Linked DNA regions of Mus musculus: all the other regions are linked to region 3. A link is a contact called in public Hi-C, capture Hi-C and promoter capture Hi-C data. All regions are on one chromosome and are shown on one strand. Each heading gives the region's core, a stretch centred on a gene start, on an enhancer-like site or on the middle of the called end of the contact. The rest is flanking DNA. Distances are from core to core; before and after follow the strand shown. Region 1 holds the start of Capza2 (capping protein (actin filament) muscle Z-line, alpha 2). Region 2 has its middle 20 kb from the start of Gm36669. Region 3 holds the start of Mdfic (MyoD family inhibitor domain containing). Region 4 holds the start of Met (met proto-oncogene). Region 5 has its middle 60 kb from the start of Tfec. Region 6 holds the start of Cav2 (caveolin 2).

The links. Promoter capture Hi-C pulls out the DNA fragments that hold promoters and counts their contacts. A called contact is a pair of places that touch in the nucleus more often than the background predicts. Capture Hi-C pulls out chosen DNA fragments and counts their contacts.
Region 1: a promoter capture Hi-C map of pre-B cells shows a contact between it and region 3. The contact joins the promoter of Capza2 here to the promoter of Mdfic in region 3. A contact is called at or near these places in 4 of 39 promoter capture datasets (the C10 cell line, liver and pre-B cells), 1 of 484 Hi-C or Micro-C datasets (embryonic stem cells), 3 of 115 datasets of contacts at active chromatin or transcription factors (astrocytes, pro-B cells and thymic regulatory T cells) and 1 of 9 other capture datasets (adipose tissue).
Region 2: a promoter capture Hi-C map of maxillary cranial neural crest shows a contact between it and region 3, with 7 times the contacts expected there. The contact joins the enhancer-like site here to the promoter of Mdfic in region 3. A contact is called at or near these places in 7 of 39 promoter capture datasets (cranial neural crest, frontonasal cranial neural crest, hippocampal neurons and 3 more), 2 of 115 datasets of contacts at active chromatin or transcription factors (embryonic limb bud and stem cell-derived neural progenitor cells) and 2 of 9 other capture datasets (embryonic stem cells and pancreatic islet).
Region 4: a contact with region 3 is called in a capture Hi-C map of embryonic stem cells, with 5 times the contacts expected there. The contact joins the promoter of Met here to the promoter of Mdfic in region 3. A contact is called at or near these places in 1 of 39 promoter capture datasets (liver) and 1 of 9 other capture datasets (embryonic stem cells).
Region 5: a Hi-C map of Sertoli cells shows a contact between it and region 3, with 2.7 times the contacts expected there. The contact joins the enhancer-like site here to the promoter of Mdfic in region 3. A contact is called at or near these places in 5 of 39 promoter capture datasets (hippocampal neurons, liver, pre-B cells and 1 more), 1 of 484 Hi-C or Micro-C datasets (Sertoli cells), 2 of 115 datasets of contacts at active chromatin or transcription factors (bone marrow-derived dendritic cells and stem cell-derived neural progenitor cells) and 2 of 9 other capture datasets (embryonic stem cells and liver).
Region 6: a contact with region 3 is called in a promoter capture Hi-C map of pre-B cells, with 3 times the contacts expected there. The contact joins the promoter of Cav2 here to the promoter of Mdfic in region 3. A contact is called at or near these places in 2 of 39 promoter capture datasets (liver and pre-B cells).

The regions. Positions count from the first base shown.
Region 1 is chr6:17,635,047-17,638,700 of GRCm38.p6, reverse strand. It overlaps Capza2 (capping protein (actin filament) muscle Z-line, alpha 2), which reads right to left and starts at 1,691. Exons shown (of 10, transcript NM_007604.3): 1 at 1,541-1,691. The coding sequence starts at 1,579.
Region 2 is chr6:16,795,981-16,799,535 of GRCm38.p6, reverse strand. No RefSeq gene overlaps it. Among named protein-coding and RNA genes, the nearest start is that of Gm36669, 20 kb to the right of the region's middle. Within about 2 kb of position 1,740, at least 11 of the 459 cell types and tissues checked have an H3K27ac peak or open chromatin away from gene starts, as enhancers often do. A contact at or near this core is called in embryonic limb bud, where this site is marked.
Region 3 is chr6:15,719,113-15,723,075 of GRCm38.p6, reverse strand. It overlaps Mdfic (MyoD family inhibitor domain containing), which reads right to left and starts at 2,415. Exons shown (of 5, transcript NM_175088.5): 1 at 2,113-2,415; 2 at 1,712-1,889. The coding sequence starts at 1,805.
Region 4 is chr6:17,462,573-17,466,181 of GRCm38.p6, reverse strand. Met (met proto-oncogene) reads right to left here and starts at 2,225. Exons shown (of 22, transcript NM_008591.2): 1 at 1,934-2,225.
Region 5 is chr6:16,956,584-16,960,176 of GRCm38.p6, reverse strand. No RefSeq gene overlaps it. Among named protein-coding and RNA genes, the nearest start is that of Tfec, 60 kb to the right of the region's middle. Within about 2 kb of position 1,891, at least 26 of the 459 cell types and tissues checked have an H3K27ac peak or open chromatin away from gene starts, as enhancers often do. A contact at or near this core is called in Sertoli cells, where this site is marked.
Region 6 is chr6:17,279,676-17,283,598 of GRCm38.p6, reverse strand. It overlaps Cav2 (caveolin 2), which reads right to left and starts at 2,414. Exons shown (of 3, transcript NM_016900.4): 1 at 2,089-2,414; 2 at 1,517-1,704. The coding sequence starts at 2,238.

The DNA.
Region 1 (3,654 bases), core at 442-2,941, 1.9 Mb before region 3:
CACTACTCTGTAAAACTCAGCACACTGGGTGTCAAGGAATCTTCTCATTTTATTTTGAAATTTCCGGGCCTTTCCAACAACATGGCAAATCTACATTAATTCCCACCCTAACAATTCTCTTCTCACTATCTTCCAAGCCAATTGAGCTCCTCCTAATAATTATATGAAAGTACACAAAACATGAAAAAAATCGCTTCAAGAACTTTGAATCTGAAACGCTATTTTTCTTGTAATGCGCTGGTATATTTTCAATAAATAGCTTTAAACTATTCAATGCTACAAATGTAAACACTGTACAGCAACTTTTAGCGACTTAGGGTCTAATTCTGTGAATTAAAGTAAGGTATGCTTGTCCCCATTTTGTTAAGTTATCACCATTTCATCCAAGGGCACAAACGAGAAAGCCAGAACACTTCCAAAACCATAAAAGAGGCTGAGTTCTGAACAACCAAAGAGAAAGAGAACACTAATTCTGGTGCAGTATAAAAGGAGAGGGTCCCAACTGAAAATATCCTTAGTGTTTCTCTAACACCCTACTAGAACTGAGTTCTGTTTCCCACATGGGTGTACTTCATTTGGAACTTAAAAACAAGCTAAGATCAGACATTTCCAAAGGGCAGCACACTCATATGTCAGTTAAGTCTAAGTTTGAAAAAAACGTCCCGGTCTTTTCCAGAAAATACTCAAAACGTATGGCGTTCCCCCTCACACTACTTGCCCCTTGGTACGCGGTCTCCTCAGTCGCCAAAGAAAATGGGCAAGAGCCTTAGTTCAATGATCAGATTTCGTATCACAAATGTGAGAACTTGAGTCGTGCATTTGGTCCTAATGCTGTCACAGCATTTAACACACAGTAAAAGGAGTTGCACCCGCTCGCCCTCTTCAGAGTTGGTCCTATCAGGAAGATGGGATGTCACCAAATCTGCCCCAAGAGGGGGAAGCAGCCAAGTTGGGCAGAAAATAACTATGGGAGGGAGGGGTGTCTTTGTGAACAATACTGCCTTCCGGGGAACATGGGAGCAGCAATTAAAAAAAAAAAAAAGGTAATGACAATATTAATAAAAGAAATAGATGGCGGGGGGTGGGGGGGAAGGGGCGGGATGTGGAGACGGCGACCTCCGGAGGGAAGGAAACACCCTGGGGAACCAGGAAGCACTTCGCGTTGGGGAGGAGAAACTGCAGGAAAAAGTGAGGGTCGGCTATGCCGTCTTCCCCGCCCGCCCGCCTCACGGCGAAAGCCCCAGGCCAGGCGGCGCCGCTCCGCCGTCGGCCGCTCCCGAGCCCGGACCCCCAGGGCCGGGTCCCGCCGCCCCCGCTCCCGCCCGCGGCCGCCGGGCTCCGCTTCCTATTTTCGGAGCACACACCCTACAAGGAGCGGAGGGGCCCGGCCTCGGGGAGCCCGGGCAGCACCCCGCTCGGGAAGCGCAGGCGTGCGGCCCACCACCGGAGCCCGCCCGGGGTCAGACTCCGGCCCTCGCGCCTCGGCACTCACCTCTCCCGCCCTCCCGCCCGCCCGGCTCCTCACCGCCGCGGCACCTACCTTCTCCTCATCGGACAACTGCTCCTCCAGATCCGCCATCTTCCTTCTGGCGACAGACCGTGGCGCTGGTGGCAGCAGCGGCCACCTGACTTCCCCCTTTCCGAGCGGTCTTCCGCGCCGCGCGCCCCCGCCAAGGGAGGGGCCCCGCCGCCCAGGCCGCCGCGCACGCGCCCCGGAGCTCCGCCTCCCGGGAGCCGAGCCACTGCGCACACGCCTGGGAGCTCCGCCTCCTCAGCCTAGGCCGCCGCGCACGCGCCCCCGGAGCTCCGCCTCCCTCCCCCTGAGCGCCGGCCTGAGCGCCGCTGTGCGCGTGCGCAGCGCCTCCAAAGTGGGATTGCTATGGTTATCTTCTGTCATCCTGCTCTGTCTGGTGCCTTCTCTAGTCAACGATGACCATATGGACCCGGTTGGCGATGAGTACATTCTGAGCCCATGACTTTGTTCCCACCAAGTCCTGAACGCTGCCAGCTAAAATGTGAAAAGCTGTACCAATTTAAAACATTTTTAAGTATTAGGAAAAATACTGTTTTAATTGAAATAGGCACACACAATCCAGTCCATAATTGAAAGATTACTTTTGATATATTCATTTATTCATCCGAAAAACATTTATTGGTCTTTTATGATAGGAAGACTATTTTGCTAGTTCTTAGGAATAAGAAATGTAGATTTAAAAACCCAAACAAACAAAAATCCCAAAGAAAATGCTCTTAAGCTCACCTCTATTAATTAGACATTGAGTTAGGGAAGGCATTGTACTCCTGGAAAGTAAAAAAAAAAGAAAAAAAAGTTAAGTTAGCCTTGGATCTGTACCCTCATGAACTGGCTGTCCAAACTACTTACAGGTCATCCAGTAGAAATTTCAATTTCATACAACCAATTTTTAAGGTAAATGTCCCATGAAGGATTTAAAGCATTCTAAAACCATTATTTATTATTTTCAAATTTTACTGGATGTCTCCTACTTTTATTTGCTAAATCTGGCAACTCTACTACTGAAGCTTCAAGTTAAAGAAAAGGGGGGGGGGTGGAAGGTTGAAGTCAAAGCTGACACAGGAAGCAGCTGGAAATGTTGATAAAATTGAGTTGCTAGTTCAGCAGGCCTGAGCAAACCAGAGAATCTATATTTCTTACAAGCTCCCAGGAAGGAGGAGTGCTACTCGTCTGAAAACCACACTTTGTTTTTACCAAGGACTAAGAGTTTAGTTAGTAGTTAAGACTTCAATAATTAGAAAGTGAGAAGCTCTTGAGGGCATTTGGACAGTGTCACGACATGAACCGAACATGCTCAGCGGTGTCAATCTGACAGCTGTGTGTAAATGACAGGTAAGAGGACCCTAAAGAGCTCAAATAGCTATCTGGGTCCAAGAACACTATCATTAAGTGACTTACTAAAGTGTTCGTTTGCAGAGAGCAGGAAGAGGAAGCTGACATGTGCGGGAACTGAAAGTGTCCAGTTGAAGACAAACCCGTGGAGACAGCATGCAAGTTAACAAAGAACAGTGTCTGACCAAACCCCTCAGGAGCTACAAGTCAATATCAGTTCCCTCTTTTATAGTTCCTAAATCCTTGCTTTATTTATTGCTCCCTGCCATTGTAAGTGTAAGTATTACTGTTCGTCCAAACCAAAGCTCAGGAATTTATCCAATGCTACATAGCTCGAATACGACTGAATCCTAGGCATTTTGTTCAACATCCCACATTCTTTCCACTGTCAGAACTTTCTCCCTTTCTCCACAGAATAAAACTTAATGGAGGTGCCTTCTCTGGCATGCCAGCAATCCAGTTCACAGCACCTTCTTCAACAGTATCTGGGACTCAGGGTTTCCCCACCAAGGTTGCTCCTATTTACTTAGCATTTTATGTCTTACACAGTGGGTTCTTGGTGAATGTTGCATAGCTAACTTACTGGCAGCACTACCCTTTAGAAGCCTCATTGAAAATCTTGTAATGTTTTGCAATAATCTGAGTCAGAGTATGTTTCTAGCCGTGGGTTTGGTGATATTTGCATATGGTTCCCATAGCAATTTAAAAAGCAGTAAATTATGTATAATGTCGAATAGTCCCTATAGTAATCTCTAAACACTACCTTCTTGATACAGCTAAAGGGATTC
Region 2 (3,555 bases), core at 491-2,990, 1.1 Mb before region 3:
TTGTTAGATTTTGCATGTTTGTGAGTGTATTCTCAATCTTTTGCTCCTTTGCTGATTCTTGGTTGTTAAAACAGCAATGAGACTAAGAAATCCATGGAGCGGTGTGGAATGACAAATTTTAAACTGACTTGTTACCAGCCATAAGAGTAAAGCACAAAGATGAAATCTTCAAAGTACAAAGAAAATATAGAGATAATGTACATTCTTATTGATATATATTCACACTGTTGCTGTGCTGTGCTGTGCTGATGGAAAGTTATATATGTGTTCAGATTCTCTTGTGAGTTTTCTTCTTAGTTTTCTCACTGTCATTTGCTTGGGAAGGTACAAATGTCATAGGTATAGGTGATAAGGATGAGAGTCAGGCATTTGCTGAGCCCTCCCCCATCTTTTTTCCTGTATGTGGGTTGAGGACCTCAAGTCTCGAGCATCCCAGTATTGCAACTGGATAGCTAGTGTATCAGTCTCTGGAGAAACAGAATTGACTCCTCTTTCTAGCAAACACTGGAGTGTACAACAGACCAGAACATTTGTAAAGCTTCCCCAAGGTATACTGTGCTGATTGCATCCTCCATCATCATGGTAAAGAAGCCAGAGTTGGTATGGTAAGCAACTACAGCCATTTTCTCTCAGAGCAGCGACCAAATCCAGCGCTGCCTTAACACTGAAACTCTGGCTCCCTGGCTCCTTTCTCCTGTTCTCCTAGTCTGCAAAGCTTTCTTAACCCACATGGTTTTGGATTTCGTTGTCCTGCTAAGCTAATACTCATTTAAGTTAGGAGTTAGAATACTCCTCGGTAAACACTGCAGAATTCTCTGCAGTTTAGTGCTGTATTTCTAGCCTGACGACATATCATAATTTACTATTTATCATCAATGTTGTTTAAAGGAATCTTAAAAGATGTCTACAATTAAAGTATATGTATGGGAAGATGAACTAAAAGCAGCCACATGACAAACAAAGGGAACCAATCTCGGAAATGCATTAGTCAAATGGACTACTCTGCAATCCAGAGACAAGCCTTTTTTTAACCTGTACTCAGATACCTTTGTAGTCTAGCACCCAGGACGTTTTGAGATTTTATTTTTTCCTAAAAGTGACTCTGGCTGGATGGCTAGTGTATTCTATTATTGAATTTATTATTATGAAAATCTGAAAAACCCCCTAATCCCTCCTCAGCATCAGTGAAATACTTTGATGTTGTTCTATGTAAAATGATTACCTACAATTCAAACCTAACACACACACACACACACACACACACACACACACACACACACACACACACAGAGAGAGAGAGAGAGAGAGAGAGAGAGAGAGAGAGAGAGAGAATCCCTCTGGTTTCTGAACAATTCTTCCAGTGTTTGGCCACCCCTTTGTAAGATGTCTTAGACACCTAGTATTTGTTTTTCACAATTGGATGTCTAAGAAGTAAGTTGGGCATCTCTAAAGGACTTTTCCAGCCTTACTCAGAAAAGCATCAATGGCTTGAACACATCGCATGTGCTAATCATTAAGGAGGCATTTGGCTGGCTGCCTTTTGGACACTACCTTAAATACCATGTGCAAGTTCTGTTTCTCAGACGAAGCATAAACAATAAAACGGGCGGCCAAGACACTTGCATGGTTTCCCACTAGAGGTCTCTCTCGTAACAGCTTTCCTTTTGTTGGACTCATTAATTATTTTACTCAAAGGAACAATTCCACCTTTTAGACTAGAATGCTGCACTTAACATGTTATGCTAGAGAAAGGGAGACCGCCGCCTTCGCCTCGCCTCCTCCTTGACGAGTACATATTAAGGTGACTGAATGAATCATTTTGGGTGTTTTATTACACAATGACTACACTTAAGGAATGAAGTTTGAACTTTCACCTGTGTTTCCAAAAGTTTCATAATCTGACCGGTTATAACAGTTTGCCAAAATAAGTGTTCCTCCTGAACTAGCACTAAATGCCAGGGCTTTGCAATCTTCTAATAATACCCAAGATATGGTGTCACCTTAGATCACGTAATTGCAAGGCTGAACTACTTAATGTTCTTTTCTTTTACTTTTAGGGGTGAGAAAGAGAGCATTCTCCCATTTGTATGAGAATATTCAGATTTCTTCTTTTCTGTTTCTGATCTATTCCTTGCACAGACAATAAACGATTAACTTCAAGATACTCCATATACTATGATGGAACTCTTTTGGTTTTTGTATATGCCATTTGATGGAAGTACTAATTAGAAACTTCACTTTTAATCAGAAAAAAAAATCCTGTAACATTAACTCATTCTCAGAGACCAATCTGTTCCCATTAATTTACAACAGAAGGAATTTAAAAAGAAAGCAAGCACTGAAAAATGGCACGGAGCGTGTTAGTACAGAATGACACACTCTGACATCTGTCACAAAGCTACTTAAGTATTCAGATAACCCAGACTGCTCAGATTTCCGAGGCCAGAGGTAGAAAGATGGAACCGTGTATTCAAGAGGAGAAAACCAGCCGGAAGATGTGAAATACAAGAGAGCAAAGGAGTGTCTCGCAAATAGCTTTAGTGTTCGACTGGAGGTAGAGTCTGCCTGCGCTGAGCAGAGAGTGATGCTGTGTGATGAAAAAGGCGGAGAGTCAGCAGAGAGGACATTTGACAAGCTGCAAAATGTACCACAACCTGGCTAGGAGAGCACGAACCTGTCAGACAACCATTTTGAAAACCGGAAATGGTGTTATAGTGGGAGCAGAAAATACAATGCATTATTTACATTCCTTAAGTTCTATTTGGCTAACCCAAGAGTTCACACAATATCTCTTCTAAGGGCGGTAAATTATTAGGCAATTAAGTACACATTTCTATCAATACCTCTTTAGCCTACCACTTAGTCATCGTACTAAATCTGCAAAGACAATCACTTCAACTCTTTGGAGGTTGGTTGCTGACTAAAAATCCTTCTGATATCAGAGCGGGATTGGTTGGATATTTATGAATCCACGAGATTAAAAGGTACTCATATTTTGTTTCCCAAAATTTTGTTTTCTCCTCTGTTCTTGGTAGACTCCCAGTGGTATCCCAGGCTGACTGAGGTGATTGGTGTTTATGGCATTTCAGTGGATAGAGGAGTCCTGGGATAATCACACTCATGGAAGTTTAGTTCAGGAAAATGTTGGTTTGTTATTTTCATTTTAAAGTCAGGAGTCAATACAGTAAAATGAATATTGTCTGCATTCTGCGTGTTGGGAGAAAAGACCCAGCTACTTAATTATGAACCAAACAAGCATGCAAAAGACATTAGTTTGGTAGAATCATAGCACACAGACGCTACAGAAATACACAGTACAGAAGGCTGAAGGGCATGCTAGGAGCATTTTATGAATGAACATTTTATTTATTTATTTATTCATACAGAAAATTAGCTCCTTTTAGTGAAATGTAAAACATATGAAATCTTCTGGAATGACAGGCTTTCGGGAAAGGTATTATATTCAGGAGGGTTTTTAATCTCTCTGTGAACATACTGCCCTTAAAAGAGGACATTTATTTCATGATTTCTTGAAAAACTTATGAGATGGTATGC
Region 3 (3,963 bases), core at 1,166-3,665:
TATGCTCAGACACTATGTTTTGTTTCCCAGCGATAGGGTGAGCAGGTGGGACTATTGGAGGAAGGCAATGTTCAATTGCAAGAGGACATTGGTTTTCCATAGAGAGATATACACGTTGTATGCAGCTAGCGTTAACCTCAGGCCCTTTGAGATGTCTTCCTCCTTGTGCGCAGATCACCTGACACCAAGCAGCTTTGTACACAGGAGGTACCATGACAAGTTCTTCCAGGAGATTTTAACCATCCCTAGCGTTAACACTAGATTTTGTGCGTATTGGCTATTTCCAAATCCAATTTTTTTTTTTTTGGTTTTTTTTTTTTTTTTTTTTTTTTTTTTTTTTGGTTTTTCGAGACAGGGTTTCTCTGTATAGCCCTGGCTGTCCTGGAACTCACTTTGTAGACCAGGCTGGCCTCGAACTCAGAAATCCGCCTGCCTCTGCCTCCCAAGTGCTGGGATTAAAGGCGTGCACAACCACACCCGGCCCAATAGTTTTACCTGGAGTGTTTGCAGTTGATTTTTGGCGTAAGCATTGTTTACCAGGAGTGATTAATGACTGAAGTGGGAGTATAAAGAGCCTATCGACGAGTGGCTATGACTGTGGAGGGTGGGCGGGCATGGCTAATGGCAGGGAGATGACAATGTTGACAATGCAGTGTGTGTAAGACGGGCTGCTTCTGAGAAAACGTGTTTATCAATCTGGTTCTTCTCTACAGCTAATCACTTGGATTCTCTCTGTTTAGGAAAAGAAATGAGTCACTCTTCTAAATCGAAATGATAAACATAACATTTCAATTTACGCTTGGATGTTTTCTGCTACTATCTACTCTGGTTAGAACAGCAACTCCTTTCCTCCCCCCCCTCCCCACCCCCCACCCCCCGAATTAAAAAGAGAAGAAAGAAACTTAAGGCAGTATATATTTGGGTACTGGGAGACAAGATTTTAGACATGCTTAAAATCAAGAGTTTTGGAGAGCTGGAAAGTTATCTGGTGTCTGCCAGTCAGAACTGTCCTCATTGGAATTGTCCTTACTGGAAAAGGGAAGAGAAATGGTGAGAGTCTGGTTCTGCCACCAAAGAGCACCTGAAGTCTATTACCTTCAAAGAATTTTAAAATGTGGTTATGGAAGCTTCCCAGAAGCAAACGATTTTGTTTTCCCTTTGGAAGAACTCAAAAGAGTTAATTCATTCTTGGAACGTGTTTATTCCAAAACAAACGTTATTGAAAACATATGCACGAGCCATTCCAAAAGAAACTGGTCTCAGAAACCTGGATGCTTAACCTGGGGGTCAGAGTACCCCACAAGAACCAGAAAGATGAGGAGAGCCCACGCTAGCTCAGAGAGCAGAGACTGCCCTGCATGAGAAAAGAACATAAGAACTTAAGAGTACTAGACAAGGGTTGGAGACTTCACACCCCTCCTGAGTCCCAGGCCAAGAAGTGCTTAGGCAGAAGGTAGAAGCCATCTAGTCAACCAGTTTCTAGCAAGAAAAGGGAATAGAGGGGCCAGGGATCCCGCCCTCCTATCCGGTTGTTGATCTGGGGCAGTGATCCTCTGGCAGACTTGTTTAAGTAACATAAGTGTGCAAAAGTTCACAATTCCGAAGTTGAAGCCCATCCTCGCAGTTCCCCACTCCCACCACCACCACCACCCATCCCTAAGTGTGCAAGCACGTCCCAGAAACTCGCAACTCGCAAGTACTTGTTACTCACCGTGGGCCGGGGAGCCCAGCCGGCCGCCGCCCGCCTCGACCGGGCACTGCTGCTCCGCGGGCCCGGGAGCGAGGGCTTCACCCGCGCAGGACATGGGCCACGCTCCGAGCCAGAGCCGTCCCCGCGGGGTGCACGGACCCCAGCTGCTTAGGTGCTGGGTGCAGGAAACGGCCTGCCTCTGGCGGGAAAAGCAAAAGGGACAGCAGGATCAACTGTTTTTAGAGCACAGCACGCCGCAATGCCTGGGCCATTCCCTCCCCCTCCGCGTCCCTCCTCCAACTCCACCCCAGGGAAGTTAGGATTTGAAAGCAGCCTGGGGGGACGCTGCGAACGGGACGCGCGCGCTGGGAGGGGACGCGCGGGGACTCGGCGGCAGAGCGACCTAAGGGACCTCCACCTACCTTGGCATCCCCCCCGTGGGCTGTTCCGGGTCCCTTCCTCCCGCCACCGGTAGTCAGCGAGGCTCTGGCCGCGGCCCCATCACGCCCTGGCAGCCTGACCACGTCCCTCCGGCCCCGGGAGTGGCAGCGACAGTGGCAGCCGCCCGCGCTGACTCCGCGCACTCCGTCCCTTCCCTCCGGGCAGCCCCTCTCCTCCGGGAAGGACTTTAGGATCCACTTGTGCGTCTCTTTCACCCTCGCGCTGCCACTCCTACACTCTTCAAACACTTCTCTCTCTGTGGCTCCCTTTCATCATATCCGGATTGGGGTGGCCTCGAACTCTTGGCAGACAGCCCCGAGGTTGGGGGCGGCGCGACCTAGGTTTGGCCCTGAGCTCCCTTGCGAGGGAGCTGTCTGGGTCAGGAGGCCAGAGCTGGACAGGCCAGATGCAGGCTCCCTAGCCCAGGCCCACCAAGGTTAGGGAAAACAGGGAGGGAGCTAACCTTGGCAGCTCAAACATCTTCAACCTTTCTGGGAAAGTCCCCCTCAAACCACTTTCAATCCTGCCCTTCGATAGACTATTAAATAATCTTGAGGAATGCCCCAGGGAAGCGACCTTTGAAAACAGGGAAGGGTGTGTGTGTGTGTGTGTGTGTGTGTGTGTGTGTGTGTGTGTGTGTGTGATGAATGTACATGTGTGTTCAAACACACACACTGACTTTCCTGGTACTATGAAGACATAAATGTGTATTTAAAACCTTGTTCACAGGTCCCAAGTACTTGTCTAATCTCTTCATCTTTTTCTTTTTTATTACTTTACTTCTGTCAGACAGGATTCCTGATCTGGTTAAACCAGTTGCACAGAGCCACCCAGGAGTGCAAGGTGAACATTCTTGAGCACATCTGTCCTACCCCAGGCTGAGTGCCTCTCTGACCGTGTGACGTCTGCGGGAAGCTAAACTGTGCTCAGACGTAAAAGGTTCATTGTCGGTGGCTTTTTAAATGAAATGTTCTGACTGTGGCAGACTCTAAAGGGCCAAGAGCAAGTGTAACGGGCTGTTAAGAACTTTTATACATCTGGTTAATTTTTGTTCTTTGTTTGAGTGAAATGCAGAGTTCAGTGGAGGTGCATATCAAAACTGAAGAAACTTAATGGTTTCTCCTTCTCACTCACCCCCATCATTACTAATAATACATCAGGAATGTTTATCTTCAAAAAGTGACCATTCAAGTTCTTTTCAACTGACGGAAAAGGTCTATTTCTTACCTCTAAAGAAACAAGAACTTGATTTCAACTACTCCGAGAAATCAATCTTCAAAGGTTCTGAAGGCAGGTATTTGGATTCCATAGAAAATGGCATTTTTCTCGGTGACCTATAGCTAATAGATATGGCCCCGTTTTTAAATAAAATTTGTAGATTCATAGATGACATTGTAAAAAGTGCCTTAAGTCTCTTAAGAACGTGTCAAGAGTCTGGACTACATAGAACCTACTGTTGTGATCATAAAAAGAGAAAGAGCTATAAAGATATGTTCTAGCTGGTGGGGTGTGGGGAAGGGGGTGTCTTGGTGGGGCCCATGTCAAGCCATCCCTTCTTCCTGAGGGACCAGTCACAGGACTGTATAGTATAGAATAGAGTTTATTCAGGGCAGGGGGAGGGGAGTTAAGAGAATAGTAGAGGCAGAGAAAGGCAGAGAGAAGGAGAGAGTAGAGAAGTAGAGACCACATGGAGAGAGAGGGGAAAGGAATGGGGGTGGGGGAGCAAGGGAGCAATGAGCAAGAGAGGCAAGAGCACAAGAGAGGGAGGAGGAGACAATCAGCCCCTTTTATAGTGGGTCAGGCCTACCTGGCTAATGCCAGGTAACTGTGGG
Region 4 (3,609 bases), core at 976-3,475, 1.7 Mb before region 3:
ACTCTCAATAATATGCACTAGGCACAATGTCCAGTGTCACTGGGGCAGCCACACAGAGCTTCAGCCCCTTCTGTGTTATCCTCTTTGTTCTGAGAAAACCTTTACCTTATTACATAAACTTGTAAGAGAAAAATCAGACTCATCCTATTTTGAACTAATTATTTCCATCAACAGCTTTGTAAATTGACTTTTCAAATATAATTCTAAGTGCAATCCTCATTTTTTTTTTTAAAAAGTTTAAGACAAATATGGGACACTGTTTACATGGTCTTAGAAATCATAAACTGTAGGTATTTGCCTTTTTGAGATAAGCTATAAACACTTTATTTTCCTCTCATTATTGACTTAAAAGGAGTACAAATGTTAGACTTCCGTATCAACTGCCTGTTATTTATACTTTTTAATTTTACAGATAAAGCTTGCCCTCAGATCCACAAAGCCAGTAGTGCATCTCTGGCGTAAGTTCCCTGTTGCCAATGATCAAGAACAAAGCAGTCTCGGGAAAGGCAGTACTTGCCTGATCATCCTCGACATGCCATAAATCCATCTTGCTTACAGCGGAATGTGGCTAAGTTAATAACTATTGACTGAGGCCCTGCTGAGTTTGAAAACTGACCACAAATTTTAAAGCACCTATTGCACTATGTAGGAACACATTTTTGGTACCATCAAATTTCTTATTGAAGTTGTACGTCTCATGTGTGTTATTTATCTGCTCAGAGGAGATAAACAGTGAGTATATCACAACCTGAAATGACAGTGACAAGTCTGCAATGTGTAACAGAACCCACTCCTGCTCCACAGTGGAAATTTACACTTGTGAACAAAGCCGAGGAAGCTTCCAGCTGGAGAGGAAAGCTATATACCTGTAAATAATCCGGGCAACACTAACACTGGGGCATAAAAGCACAATTTATGTCCCAGTAGCAAAGGGAAACACCGTGTACATCGTTTTCAGATCATCTCCATGCAGAGGAAATTCATTAGTCAGCTATAATAGTTGAGCTATAAAGGAAAATAACGTTCTGCTGAATCCATTTGCATGGCAATGTGTGTGTGTGTGGCTGGCTGCTGGAAGCGACAGAATAAACCTCCACCCAATGCTACAAAATGCTGACAGTCTTCCTAAAATTCTGTCTATATTCTATCCAGTTACAGCGTTTACAATCTCCTCATAGTCATGGACCGTTTTAACTTGGCCATTAGAGCCTCCTGATTATTTTGCTTAAGAAAGTTGACAATTTTTCATTCTGCCCCAGAGCTGCTTTGAACAGAAGCCTGTGATAAGGGAAAAGCCACTGGACGAGCATTCATGCGTGAGCCCCTAGAACCCCTGCCAACTGCCAAATTAGCAAATGGCTCTTCTAAACATAAAAAGGTAGGAAATGGGAAACCACAGTTTGGAATAAATTCTGCATTGTACTTTCTTTGGTCTTTTAATAATTACACCGCTACTAGCCAGACTACCTGACCTCTGGTTATAATGTATTTCACCTCCACTGAGTCCCAGGAAAAAAAAAAGATAAAGTGGGATAGAAAATGATGGATCACACCCTCCGTGTGTTTGCCAGGAATAAAAAATTCAGACCATCCCAGAAACACCTGCCCTTGAGAAAGACACCCCCACCCCCTCCTCGCGCGCTCCCTCAAGGCAGATAAAGCAAGACTAGGAACAAGGAAATAGCTGGGCTCAAACCTTGCCGGCTGTATCACCCTGGACAGGGTGACCGATCCCTTCTGTAAGGGCTGAGTCAGATCCCAGAGGTGAAACTTGCAGAGCTACAGCAGCCCTGGAGCACCTAATGCTCTTGGCGCCCCTGAGTCACACAGGTGGCCGTCAACAACACTCCTTCTAAAGCGACAAGCTCAATTCTAGTTTGCACCTCCCCGACCCCATACCTTCAGTTTCCTAAGCCCCCGGGCTCGCACCCACCTCGGTGGTCTTGTCCTCCAGAGCAGTAGCCAGTTCCCTTAGTGGAACAAAGAAAGCAGAGGGGCTGGGAGAGGCTGGGTGCCTGATCGACGCGGCTGGAGTTTGTACCTTGGGGTGCCCGGAGCGCGCGGCGCCGAAGTCAGCCGGCTGGGGACCACCCGCGCGCTCCGCCCTTCTCCAGCGAGTCAGCGGTCGCCCAGCATCTGGCTCCGCACAGGGTCACCCGGGCTCGGACGCTGCGGGCGGCGAGGCCGTCCGGGTCACCTGCGGCCCGGGCCGAACCCCGCCGAGCGCCCTCGGACTGCTCCGCCCCTTCCCACACGCGCCCTGCCCGGCCCGTGACTCAGCCGGGCAACAGCGGCGCCCGGGCGCGTCCGGGCTGGAGGCGAAGAGACCCGGGTACCCGCCCCAGCACGTGTCTGTTCGTCCCTGTCGCTCTAGGTTTGTCCCCAACGGTCCCTCCTGGGGCCCGAGATGGGGACTGGCACCACCCTTGGAGGGTTGGGGGGGGGGGGGTTGGCGTCCCCGCCCTTCCCGCAGCCAGTACGCTTAGCCCGGGGGGTCGCACTTCCTCAAGCCCCGCCCCACCCCCCGCCCTCGGCAAGGTGAAACTTTCTAGGTGGAGAAGTTTCCCTCTCCCCAGCTATGCGCTTTCTCTTCCTCCTCCAGTTCTGGAGTCTGAAGCCAGCGCAGAGGGAGATCAGTGGCCCCGAGTCTCCCCCTCCTGGTGCTCCAAAGTCACCCGCGCAAAGCGCACGCACCCCCTGGCGCACCCCGGAGCTGCAGCCTCTCTCACGCCCGAGGTGGCGGCCCCGCACTCACCCGCGTGGACAGAGATCTAGGCGCCACGGAAACAAGGCGCTCATTGTCACAGACAATGTTGGGAGTGCATGGACGGATTGTCCCAATGATTTCATTTTGCAATCATTATCCCCCTAGTATAATTTCTCAGATTTCTGGAAGAACCCCAGGAGTTTAACCCAGGGGAGGCTTCTGGTTAATTTTCACTTTTTTTTCCTCATAGCTGGACACAGGGTAATTAAATAGACAAATGGACACAAGGCGGTTACATAGACAAATAGCAACTAACAAATCCAACACATAAGTTCAAATCTCGAATATTAAAAGAAATTGAAAAGGATTTACTTAGGAAGATTCGTTTATTAGAATCGTTTCTAAAATTTTGCATTTCCCTACAAGGATACAATAAGGTGAAAGGATCTAAGGAATCCATTGCCTTTTAGAATAGGAGTTCTTTCCAATTGTCAGAAGAGCTGATTCGATAATGGACATAGAGGTATGTATAGAAGTAACTTTGAGAGTCATTCAAGCCACAGCCACTATACAGGTGCAGGGGACACGTCTTACACACAGAGCAAAGACAAGGAAGGTCTCATACATTTCTTATAACTGCGCTATGTATGTGTTCAGTACATTACCAGACACTAGACAGAGCTATTTCAGTCCCAAGAGCAGTTTACCTCACCACTCCTCAGTTTGATGGAAAAGGAAAGTTCCTATTACAGTTTTGGAGGCCTGCACGGAATCATTTTGCAGATGAATAAAACAGCCCGTACGAATTCCTAGGAAGCTCACACAGCTGGTATTAAGAAAGCCAGGGTTAGAACCCAGTTCTCAAATCTCCTTCAAGGGTCTATACTATGTCCAGGGGTTCC
Region 5 (3,593 bases), core at 642-3,141, 1.2 Mb before region 3:
TGTTTATTTTATTTTATTTTATTTTATTTTATTTTATTTTATTTTATTGTGTCAGTGTATGTGGATATTTGTTACATTTTGATTGATATCTGTTGTTGACTCCACTAATTCTTTATTGATGAAAAACCAAGGACTACCTGAATCTTAGTTATTTCTAGTTTATAATAATTAAACAGGTTTATAATAATCCCTATAAAAGACCCTTGACCCAGAGAGTCAACTGTCAAGCAAAGATAGTTGAGGAAAAGGAGAATGGTATTATTTTCTTTCCCAATACTTCCTTACTATTAACTCTCTACCACATGCAAGATGGCTGGTTGCTTGGTGGGTTATTGTTTTTAATGAACAGATTTTAAAAATCCCCACTTCTTCTTTAGCTTCCCTTTGAATTTTCTGGAGTTTAGATCTGAGATACTGATATTCTGCAAGTTTTTTGAGGTGTCCACTCCGACTCTTCTGTCCTCTGTGTCAGCAGCAGCTTTTGCAGATTCAGTTGTTAGCAAGAAAGCACATCTCCCATTTTCTGTCTTTGCATTGCCCTTGGTTTTCAGTGTCCTCCCCCACCGTGGTGGGTGAGGGGAAGACTTGCTCATTCTCTGTTCTGCTCTACTGAGCTTTGTAGACTTTCTTCTACTTCCCACACCTATTGAACTCATGTTTCCCAGGAATTCATTCTCATGTCAATTTATTTCCCATCTAGTTTTTCAAAGTATTGGAAAATATCTAATGTATTTCACTGAGGATCCTGCTGTTGTCTGTGGTTTCCTAGCTAAAAGAAATAAATTTATCTTGGCATACTCACTCAAAATGGATGTTGCATGAAAAGGGATCTTGTCTGTCCTATTTATAGGGGTGGCCCTGGTGAATTGAAGCCAAAGGGAGGGCATAAAATATTTAATTAACAAATGGTTCTCCTGACTATTCTAATAATGAGATTCTCTGTTTTGACCTTTCACACTATTCCAGGTAAGCTGGTGCATTCTCATGGCTTAAACAAAAATGCTCTGAGCTTACAAATAGTTTTTCTAGGTGCAAATTCCATGGAATCCAAAGTAGCAATGTGGTCTGTATTCAGTAATTTGCTTCCCTCAAGTTATACCTACTGTTTCCCTCCGGGCTGCCCTTCAGAAACACATTCTTAGCCATGTTCTTTGGGCAAACCTTGAAACTGACATCCTTCTTTCTTCTTCTCTTTCCCAGTGTAATAGAATATTCCATAGCTTCTGCAAATTGTTTTCACTTCTGTCTAGCTTTCTCTAGGGGTGCTGCCACCTGCCCCATCTAGGTCATCATCATTGTGAAGCACAGGTATTACCATAGTGCTTCACATTAATGCCCTTGTTTCCAGTTTCGTGCCTATTCAATCTGTCACTACCACATGTGCCCAGAGACAAATCACCAAGTAAATGTGACATGACTGTGGCGCCCTTCTCCCAAGTGAACAAACACTGCATTAGGAGTTCTCCAATGTCCGTTCATTTCCATGTCCTTAAGTTGATTGGAACAGGGTCCTGAATCCTTAATCTCTTACATTTCTTGATATGAGTACTGGGAAGAGTGAGTAAATTACAAGACTGCTCCTTAGGCAATTTCTTCCACATTATACTTCTCTCAGCTGGATAATAGCTGTGGTCCACATAGGAAAATTTGAGATAGTCTTCACAAGTACACTGTATGCTGTTTTTTTTTCCATATTAAAAATTAAGCATGGATTGCGAAAAATTTCTTAAACAGAGGAGAATGGGGTAGGGTTAATATGATAAAAATGAAAGAAATAGCTTCCCAGTGTCCCTTAAGATTAAAAGTCCACACCAACAGAGAACAAGCAGCCAAGCCTAAAGTTTTCCTTAAGAATCATCTTTGGCTGGGCTCCAGAGCCTGAGCAGTGCTCAGTGGAATCACAGTTCTCAGACATTACGGAATGCTGCAGTTATTTTGTCTAGAGAACTTTCAAAGCAGTTATTACATGTATCTTCTTATGCTCAAAGACATACATCAATAATATCCTTGAGCATTTTCTAATTCTGATAGTTGGCTTAACTCTTTTCGAAAGTGAGCTAAAATACATTCATTATTGTCTCTCCCCCTTCTCCTGCAATCAGAACTATTTTTAAAAAATAACCCTCTTTTGGTGATTGTTGTGATCAAAAACACCCTGTTTCTCCAACCAAATACTTCCTAGTAGCATAAAGGGCTACCATGTGGTAAAGAGTCAGGCAGGCGTGTGATGGAGCAGCAAACAGTTTAAACACAAAAAGAAAAAAAATAACCTAATCCAGGACATGAATAAATAGAGACAGTAAAATAGATGTTAAACATATTAAAAAATTGTTACTTTCTGATTCTACCTTTATCTTCTTGTCTTCCCTTGCAGTGGGGGCAGGTTGCCTTCTCTTTCTTCACCGTTATTAACTTTTCCCCTTTTATCAGAAAAAGGATCTTGCCTTCTTTGATTCTCTTATTGATATTTTAAAAGGACATTTTTCTCCTCTCTTGCTGTCTATCTCAGGCAAGTCCCCTCTCAATTGTCCTTTGTCATTCATTGTCAGTCTTTGTGCTCATCCTCTTATCCTAACCTAGAGTTTTTCCCTTTCATTTCTCTCTGTTTTTACTGGGGTGGCGATGGTGCTTATGGTTTGTGGAAAGAGGAGGCACTGGTGTCGAGAGTCTCAGGTCAGTTTTAGTCATTAAGGAAACTGCAGTCATGTTCATGACAAGGGATTGCTGCATGTGTGGAGAAGACAAGGCTTCTTTGTTTCAATAAATTGCACTCTTATTTAAATACATTGTAACACAGAACTTCTAAATAGCTGATAACTGGGGCATCCTGACTCCGGCTTTCTTCACTGATGGAGGCTGAGCAGAGACAGCTGCTTCAGTACTCCCACCTGGCTTTCCCACACATGCTGCAGGCTCCTTGTGCTTCCTTCCATTCTGTGTTTTCTGTGCCCATCTGCTTGTATAGTGTGTGCTCACCATAACACGTTTTCAGACCCTTGCCATAGGGCAGAAGTGCCAGGCAATTATTTGTTGAGATAGATAGTCCACATAATACTCTAAGTGACATCTGTTCGTAGGAAATCCCTCCCTCGTGGCAGGAGTGTCATCCTGGCAGCTCTTAGGAATATCAAAATTGACACACAAGGACAATTGCCTGTTTCATCTTACCCTGAATTCTCACTCCAAAAGCATCCAATACCAGATGCTTTAGAGGGCCATGTAACCCCCTGACTCACTCTCCTGCTCTCTCTATACCTATAGTAATTGGCAATACGGTACTGTGGGGAAAAATTTTCCCTGACCCCAGCTGGTTACCAAATTACGCCCTAAAGCATGAACAGTGACATACTTTATATTAAATTATAGTTAAGATGGCAAAAAGAAAATGTTTTCCATAATAGCATGCTTACTAGATTGTTTAACCTAAATAATAGCTCAAATAGTAAATTCCACAAATTATGTTTAATAAAACACTGTTAGCTGAAATTATGATAGTCACACATCTTATTTCTTTTAGAGTTATGATCTTTGTGCTTGGCAATTTGTTTTCTTTTGAAGTATTATAAATAAATGAGAAGACAAATAATCTAGAG
Region 6 (3,923 bases), core at 1,165-3,664, 1.6 Mb before region 3:
TACCTCTCAAGTGCTGGGATTAAAGGCATGTGCCACCACAGCCCGGCTGGAATGTACAGTTTTATATGTTGATTTAGGCATGTAAAAAAAATCACCTATGTGCGAATGTCCCATATGAGATAACCATACACATGCTTGTGTGGGCCTGCATACACACGAAAGCAAAGAGTTCCACTTCTCTGGCAATCTTTTGGCCCTTTCAAGATGACTGCTTAGAGCCTCAAGCGACTGAATTGGTATTCTTTGTTTATCCTTTCGTCATCTGAATTTATATTTATCTTCCAAAAGACTTCTTTTGGTCTTCAGATTCCTTTCCCTCACAAAGTTACCCTTGTTTCCCAGCTCCTCCATTGCTTGCTCACCATGCTTTCTCACCATTTGGGTTTGTTTCTAAATCCCCCTCCCTGGTGATGGGCAAGCTGAAGAAAGGCTTGTGTTCTCACCCAGCAACACTGAGCACCTAATAGGCTTGGTGTGCAGAACTAGTGAGCTAACACAGCAAAGTGTACCTCGAGACTGAAAGAAGGAGTAAGTTGGATAACTCTTTGAACACTGAGACTGCCCTGGGATGTGGCAATGCCCCATGATGTGAAAAACTAAACGGTGGTATCTAGGGTCACACGTGTCACCAGGACCACCTTGAGGTACCAGCGTGAAAACTATTGTGACATTGGGGATGATTCTTTGAATGAAGTGGGTAACCTTTAACACAAAAAACATTTCTTGGAGGAGTGGGCTAGTTCCCTTAAGACAAGTTTGAGTGCTTAAAAAAGCTTATGATGCATCTTGAACGTGAATAACTTTACAGACATCCCAACATTCGATTGGTTTCCATATTTCTTTTTCTTGTAACTAGATGGCATTTGTGTGTGTGTGTGTGCTTCATAAGTGAAACAATAATGTAATGGCCTATCCCCTTGTTTCATAGCTTAACATTTTATTTGTTCGTGGTAGATGTTCAACCCAATCATTGTAAACACTCCTGTCTCCCCTGGGTTCATGGCTGCCATTTACCAATAGCAAGACTTGAGTGGCTCAGTTCATAGCACTGTTTTACTAAAGTCTGCCCTTCTCCAAGGGTCAGAATGTAAGCGCTGTTTTCTCTGAGATCAACGTTTGTTTTGCCCAAGCACAGATGGTGACTGAATAAAAGTCAATGAAAGGAGGAAAGGACCTGCCCAGAACCACAGGCACGAGTCACAACAGGCCCTGGAGAGAGCAGCCTATGACAGGAAGTGGCCTTCCAGCCCCCACCTCCACACTCAGCTCAGCCTTCTGCATGGAAGGAAAAATCACACCCAGGAAAGAGGCCCTTGCTTCCTTCTGTTTAAACTCTCAGCCGGGACTATTATTCTAAAGAAAGCACACTGCCCTTCAAGATTTCTCAGGTCTTGTTACCCTTGGGAACTAATGTAAGCGTTTTCTCTGCAAATGGGCCCTGGGAAATAGGAAGAGCAGAGAGCAGGTGGCAAAAACTTCTGTAAGCTTCAGAATCAACCCATGTGTCCCCTCTCACCAGATGTGCAGACAGCTGAGGGTAGCAAACAGGATACCCGCAATGAAGGCCAAGGGGATGGCCAGAAATACGGTCAGGAACTTGTACATCACATATTTGCTGATTTCAAAGAGAGCATGGCTGCAGATCCACACTTTGTCAAAGGAGTGTGTAGTCTCAGGCTCTGCAATCAGATCCTCGAAGCCTAGCTGCAGAGACAAGATGCAAGGACTCATGACGTCATCCAACCTGTCGGGGATAGGGTCGGGGTGGGGAGGGAACGAAGTTGGTGGGGGTGGGGGGTGTGGTGGCAGAAGCACTCTAAGAAGGGGAAGTCCGAAGGAAAGGCGACCTGGCTAGAGTATCTTCAGCTTTTCTTAGAGTGACACTGGGCACACAGGAGTTGGACACTGTGTGGCTGTTCAGGGAGCCTGAAGGCTGTGGGACCAGGGCAGAGTGCCAATGGAACCAGCATTAGCAATGGGACCAACCCCCACTGTTGGGGAGAAGGTCAAGAGTCATCCTCCTGCAGCATACAAGGGACCCTTAGCAGCCTCCAGCCTAGATGAGTGATAGCCCAGCCTGAAACTCACCTTGAGATGAGAGTTGAGCTGGTGAGGATCCCGGTCGTGACTCGAGTCAACATACTTCTCAGGATCTGCGTAGTCAACGCCACTGTGGTGGCTGTAGGCGTCATCGGCCATGAAGAGCTGCACATCGGCCTTCTCGGTCTCCAGCCCCATCGTGGCTGGCGTTGCAAGAGTGGCTCGGTCGTTCGGTCCCTAGGCAGCCCTGCCTCCCCTTCCCGTGGCGCTCAGCCCCGCCCCGCCTGGCTTCGCCCTGCCTAGCCTCGGGCTGCCCGGGCGGCGGCCGCTTCCCGCTGCCGGTTCCCGCTCCCAGCCTTGGCTGGCCGAACCCCGCCCCGCCCCGCCGGGCCTGCGGGGAGGGAGGGCACCTCTCCAGTTGTTTGCCAAAGCCCCAAGGAGCCCGGGGAACCGGCTCGATGAGTCATCTCCTGGCTTGGTGAAGCCGGGCAAAGCAGACCTCCCGGGCCACTTGGCTTGCAGTCCGAACAGGGATGCTTAAAGGCAGACAGATTGGTCAGGGAGGTGTGTGTACTGGAAGAAGGTCTGGAGGTGCTAGGGGGCAAGCATTAGGGAAGTCTACATGCATCTACTGGTTGGATTAGAGTTGTGGCACCTGCTCCTCAGAGCTATCCTGAGAGAATGAGATGTTAATTCCTAACTTTTACTTGGTCCCCAACTCACAGCAAGCATTGTAGCTGAATCGTGAGGCTAAGGCGTACCTTGTTGATAGATAATGGACTGCAGCAGCCCTTTCGTTTTGTTTTTGTTTCCCCAGAGTTGGTTATGTAAGTTGTTATAGGAGTTTGTTGCCATCATACCCCAAGGATAGGTCTGCTCTTCTGCCTCCAAACTACAACTAACTTTGGATTTTCCCTTAAATCAGGATTTTGTTCAAAGACTGCAGGAACTAATGCCGTGCAGACAGGTCTGTAATGCCATCGTAGGAGCAGCATAAACAAGCATATAACTACATCATGGTACATGGATAAGCCCGCTGACCATTCTCTCAAGAGCTTCAGTAGGGAGGAGTTGGCATAAAGAGTTTGCCATCTGGTAACCTAAAACTTTGCCTGCGCGAAATAGGAACTTGGTGAGTATAGATATGGAATGATGCTTTCAGTTTGCCCAGACCCCAAACTATAGTACCAAAGAATGGGCATTGCTCTGGACAGCCGGCTTTAGAGCCTGCTGCACAAATCAAATCCCTTGTAGGAAATGGATTTGAAGGTTTCTTTGGAAAAGGAAAGGCTATTTGGGGAGTAATACAAGTTACAAAACAACCAACTAAACAACCTGGGAACTGATCGGAGAACATATTTGGAAGGCAAAACTCTAAATGTCATAGTTGAATAGGGAGTGTATCTTCTTCCACTGCAGTGTGTGGGTCATCATGTCAGTAATGCAGAATGGCGCAGGGTTGAATCCCACGTCCTGGAGGCTTCTTCTCTCGCCCCCTCACCGAGTCCCGTTACTCAAGCTTCCCCCTCCCCCTGATTATACTTTTCCTTCCTGGTTTTATTTAAATCCTTTTTAATTCGAAGGGGTGGTATAGGCCTTACACTCACTGTTTTCTCAGCACTTCACCATCCTGCATTCATTCGGACTTTCTGAGAATCAGATAGGGTCTAGATGCTACGCCCGATGGCAGGAGTTTGAAGGGGAGGCCTTCATGTTGATTTCCAGGGTTTGGAAGAGACAGTTTAGATCCATTTAATCTTTTTGTAAAGCTTACATTTCCTCAAAGTTGTAAGGTCTTTCTCAAGAAGAAGAAAAAGCATGGCTGCAGTCAGGGTGGTGGCCAGACATCTAACCCTGGGGCTTCATCCCTTCCAAGTCTTCCA